2 separate regions of the Triticum aestivum genome follow, and region 1 is linked to region 2. The links are chromatin contacts, called in public Hi-C maps. All regions are on one chromosome and are shown on one strand. Each heading gives the region's core, a stretch centred on a gene start, on an enhancer-like site or on the middle of the called end of the contact. The rest is flanking DNA. Distances are from core to core; before and after follow the strand shown. Region 1 holds the start of LOC123152523 (beta-galactosidase 11). Region 2 has its middle 9.0 kb from the start of LOC123152511.

The links. A called contact is a pair of places that touch in the nucleus more often than the background predicts.
Region 1: a Hi-C map of leaf shows a contact between it and region 2, with 3 times the contacts expected there. The contact joins the promoter of LOC123152523 here to the enhancer-like site in region 2. A contact is called at or near these places in 2 of 5 Hi-C or Micro-C datasets (both in leaf).

The regions. Positions count from the first base shown.
Region 1 is chr7A:290,140,155-290,142,854 of IWGSC CS RefSeq v2.1, forward strand. It overlaps LOC123152523 (beta-galactosidase 11), which reads left to right and starts at 1,274. Exons shown (of 11, transcript XM_044572053.1): 1 at 1,274-1,583.
Region 2 is chr7A:289,895,330-289,898,029 of IWGSC CS RefSeq v2.1, forward strand. No RefSeq gene overlaps it. Among protein-coding and RNA genes, the nearest start is that of LOC123152511, 9.0 kb to the left of the region's middle. Within about 2 kb of position 1,267, at least 3 of the 8 cell types and tissues checked have an H3K27ac peak or open chromatin away from gene starts, as enhancers often do. A contact at or near this core is called in leaf, where this site is marked.

The DNA.
Region 1 (2,700 bases), core at 24-2,523, 240 kb after region 2:
AACGACGGTGAAAAAGTTATGGACTTAAGATACTATTTTTTTTACGAATCCTCGTCAGAGGGTCAGAAGCTCAGGCATTGCATTATAGAAGAAGAGAGACAATCCAGTTTATAAGAAAAACCAGATCGAAAAACCTAATAGAGTGACTCGTTTATGCGGAAAACCAAACCAACAGCCGCATAAGCGACGAAGCCTCGCCGACCACACGACCCAAGGCTACAATCGCAACAAACACACGAATCCAACGCCGGAGCCGCCGTTCCGACATCCCCGCCCGCATGCAAGCCACAACGCCGCACGACTCAAGCGCCTTGTAGCCCTTGCTACCCGAGATGACCGCCTGCAGACCACGAACACCGTGCCAAACATCCGGGGCCGCTGCCCTGACTTCCAGTCAGACCGACTCCTTAGATCGCGTCGACCGAGCCAACGAACTCACTACCCTCGCAGCACCATGTCGCCGCCCATGCGAAGCAAAGCAGCAGACCTACCCCATAGGCCCGTCGTTGCATGGTCATCCGAGGCCGCCGCCTCGGCGTACATCCACCGTCGGGAGCGCTCCGACTTCCACTACCTCGGCATCCCACCAGAAACACAATAGGCACAAGCGCCACTATCCCAGAAGAATTCTTCGTCTTTCCACTTTGGCCAGAAGCCCAGAAGGGAGAGCGGATCTGTTTTTATTTCACCGAAAAGTTTCATCGATCATTTTTATAGGACGGTAGTGGACACCGAGCGAATCAATGGGATTAAACAAGGAGTAGTACATAGCATATCATGTCTTCCTCTCCTCTCCTACTCACAAGTGTAACATGCATGCATACAGATTAATTATATAAAAAGCCAAAAAAGATCACGGTGAACTATATATCCCAGACTTGAGTTTGAATTAAAAGCTTAAACCAACATATTAGAATAACACCTCATCTTGGCACCAAGGATTTTAGACATGATGTATGCAGCACAAACCCTCTCCTGAGAAGAAAATTTAGAAGGAAACAATGACCAGTAAATTTTAAAAACACTGTTACTCTCTCTGTTCACTTTTGTAAGACCTTTTAGACATTTAATACAGCATCTAAAACAATTCAATTTCAGTTGTCTTAAACAACTTACAAAAATGAACAGAGGGAGTACTATTTTTCAGTTGTCTGTTTTTGAATTCGTCTTGGGTCATTTTCTGTCCGTCCGATCCACACGCATCTCCGCGCGTCTTACGACCTCAGTCTCGCGTGAACCGGGTCTTTTTTTTTGTGTTGTGTTGGGCTTTCGGGTTCGCGGGCGGCGGCCTTTGTCTTAGCTGGGGAAGGGATTGGAAGGGGTTGGCCGAGGCGGCGGAGGGAACGGGGAGCTCCTCGCCGCTCGCTGGTGATTAGCGGCAGGTCGGCCAGGCGAAGACGGCGCCCGGCGAGTCACCCCACAAGCGGGGTTTGTTCGCGGGAGGCGTGCTTCACAGGGAGGGCCGCAGGCAAGAGAGGTGTTGGTCTGGAGAGGAGCTCGGCCGTAGCTACCCCTTCGTGCTCGCCACCAGCAAGCGCCGTCGATGGGTGATGTAGTATTCGCCGGAGCCGGTGGGGCGCAAGGTATACTCCCGTCTCCCTGTTGTCCTCGCTCTGTCCAATTTTTGTTGTTCTCTGTGATCTGCCTCTTTATGTGTTTGACTCAGTTCATCGTCGTGGTCGCCGGGCATAGAGCCATGTCGCAGGGGTTGTTCAGCTAGCTGGTTTTTGGGTAGGAACGTTTTGTGATAGCTTAGTTCACCTCTGCGATTTGGAGTGCTTCATCAGAAACGATCCTGAATATTTTGCAGCCACCTATGCGCGTGTGTCACTCTGTCCCCAAATTTCATCCCCAAATCCGCCTCGTTGTTTTTGGTACTAGATTATTTCACTTCAGTGAATGAGAGCTACTTTTTGGTACTAAATTATTTCAGTTTTAAGCATGTTCTGTACATTATTCAGCTTATTAAGTAATTCCTTCATCATGGAGATGGTTTTGCTTCTCAGGCCCGAGTTTTGGGAGCAAGTTCACAATTATTTTTGGTGTGTTTTTTTCACATTAAAACGAACGGACCTGAATTTTTCCCGTTACCTGTTATGTATTGGCTATTATAATTTTTCAGTATGTTCTGGTGATCATGTTTTGCATTGTAGTGCCTCCAATTCAGGTTTGTTCGAAGTCACTTTCTTCAGGGGCCAACAGTAAAAAATCAGAGCACCCCTGAATTAGTTTCTCTGAACACACCTGAAGAAATCAACATCTACCAGGAGACGGGTCGGCTAGGTTGCGCGCCAGTTGTGAAAGATCGATGTGCCTCGAAGATGGGAGGGCCTGTTTTTTGTTTAGTTCTTTCTTGCAATGGATATAGTTCAAAATGAAGTTCAACTGCAGCAAACTCCAGTTCATATTTTTGAACTACAATGCCTAAAAATCACTTATCCAATCAGGGAGGTTAGACAACTTGTCAGGTTGTAGTAGTTTTTGTTCACAGTTCATATTATCTCCTCTTTTTTCTTTCTATATCATGCAACAGTTTTTTGTTTGTTAGTTCTTTTTTTAGGTGCCTGTTGATTTTTACATATCTGTTTTTTCAATAATATTTTCATGGGGGGTTGTTCTTGACCTGTGTTTTGGACATCTGATCTTTTGTCATGGCTATTTTTTGTTTTCATATTCGTTTCATTCTTGATTTTGCTTTCT
Region 2 (2,700 bases), core at 17-2,516:
TGCTAGGCTTGCAGAAAGCAGCTGCCCGGAGGTCAATGTTGAGATCAATGACCACCACTACAACAAAGGATACTACCTAGCTGACGGCATGTATCCTTAGTGGACTACTCTTGTGAAGACAATCTCCAACCCTGCAGGAGAGAAGAGATTTGCCCAAGAGGAAGAGAGTGCTAGGAAGGATGTGGAGCATGCCTTTGATGTTCTTCAATCTCGATGAGGCATCGTTCGGTATCCTCCTAGAACTTGGAGTACCAAAAAATTGTGGGAGGTGATGACTACTTCGTGATCATGCATAATATGATCGTAGAGGATGAGTGTCGGAAACATATCTATGACAAAGGGTTTCAATTTCAGAATGAAAATGTTGTGCCTAAGCATGAAGGAATGGCAACGAATGCACAGTTCACCAAATTTTATCATTAAATGCATGATTGGCAAACTCACATTCAGTTGCAAGATGATTTGATTGAGCATATGTGGGCTCACGTTGGCAACCAATATATTTATCGGCTATCTTATTTTAAAATGTATATGAGACAATTTAAATTTGATTTGTCTTCTAAACTATGAGATATTTTTTTGGTTGTGAAAGTATGATATATTTGTATTTTAGTTTATGTGAACTAGGGCCAAAATTGTGTATGTTTGTAAAAAAAAGGTTAAAAAATAGATGCAGGCCGGCCGTGAGAACGAATGCGTCCATGCGTTGGGCGCACGATCAACCCAAATGCAAAAGAGACGAACGAGTCGATTCAAATGGACAAAAAATGGACAAAACGTACGTCTGTTTGGATCGACGTATTGAAGTTGCTATGAGAAGGCTACGTAGCAACCACCTAGTTGTCGTTTGTTTAACAAACTAGAATTGTGTGTTTTTTCCAAAGAAGCAACACAGAAAGCATGATCCGGCACCGGCAGACACCCACCCATCGAAGGCCTTTGCTATTGCTAGTTAGTCGAGGCAGCTTTGCCATTCCAAGAAACTCCAAAGAGATGAGATGGATAAGAAGCAAGGCCACCGGCCCAACGTCAGCAGCTATAGCTAACCAACCAACCATCACCCACTCCCATGCACGTCATGTCACCCGGGCCCCGCGCCGCAAGGAGAAGACGACAGGAAACGGAAAGGAAAACAAACACCAGCCACAGGCAGCCTACCTAATTCAGCTCGTCCAGTTGCGCCTGTCGTTATTACCCATCTCAGCTCCCACTGATTGAATACATGATAACCATTATACCGTCGCCATCGCCGACGACATCAAGCACGAAATTGGCCGATCCCATCACAAACCGCCAAGCTTCTACACGTCATTTATTTCCGTCCTCATACGGTATCGGATTATCAAACTAATTAAGCACGGAATATTCTCGCGCACGTACCTGAGTAAGCGTGAGATCAACTGTCATTTTTGTACGCAGTTTGCTCAAGGAAGGAAGGAAGCAAGCGCCTTTACGGCGGTGACGGGGCAGGGATAAGCATTGCCGGTAGGCGGTAGTAGTAGTAGCGCACAGCCGGAGAAGATAAGGAGGTGATCCAGTGACGGGGTCGGATGAGGTGTATCAGGTTGGTAGCTGGTGTGGTTGCCATCGTTGTAAAGCCGCTGTATGTCTGCCTCGGCGTCCCCACTGGATACGAATGGGATCGATGCACACACACTCTGGTGGAGCCAGACATGTCCATTTCTGTGTTTACAGTAGACACATACATCAGTTGCCTATCAGTATAGTGTTTGTTTCTTTTTTTTTTCCTGAGAATACTCAAAGGATCTACCTATAAGGGCACAAGCAATGGAAGCACCCGTAGGGTATTGCCCCATCCTCTCCACCTAGATAAAATACGCTGAGCAGTAGTATTATGAAATAAACACTCAATGCAGTAGCTGCCTCATTATGGTCCACGGTTTCTTTCTCTTCCTATTTCTTTTCATCGCATGGATTGAAAGCATGCCTACTCCATACCAGTACATGCTCAACTTTCTTTGGTCAGGGAGGAGCCGGCCTCCTCTGCAGGCATCTGTGTTAATCTTCAGGCAACACGTCGAACTGTTTTGGACCATCCGTGCCTAGGTGGATAGCTGGAGCAGCTATCCACGGTGGCGCGTTGGCCTTGCCCTAACTCTATCTTGTTCGCACACAAATACGTCACCGTGTATCTCTAACACCAAGGGTGATGCATCGTAGCTCACGTCGAAGGAGACCCGTCCGAAAGCGCGATATGCAAGCAATCCGACGGGCATTTTTGTGGACCCGAAACCGCACACGCCTGGGAGAGACCCCATCAAGGCGCACAACGGCTATGAGCTGTCCTAGATCGACCTGATTGCCCCTAGGGCCTCGAGGTTCGCCGTCCCGCAACAAAAAGAACGAACGAAGAATGAGAACAAGAAAACAAGGGAGAAGATAAAAATAAAGGTAAAAGATGATACATTGATTTGTCGATTATGTGTTGTTTAATCAGCCGTCATCTCTCATCTATTTATGAGGCAGCTGGTCTTCCCGTACAAGAAAATGACTCCAAATCTCCTTCAAATCCTTCCAAAATTAGCCGAACTCGGATTAGGTATGTCTGAGACAGCAAATCGATTTTGTGTTTCTCAGTCCAAATACTACCTCTGATGAAGATGTGCCCAAAAGAAAGTTTAACCGTTTCGACAAGATGAACAAGTTTCCTGTTGAACATTTTTTGATTTGAGGTCATCT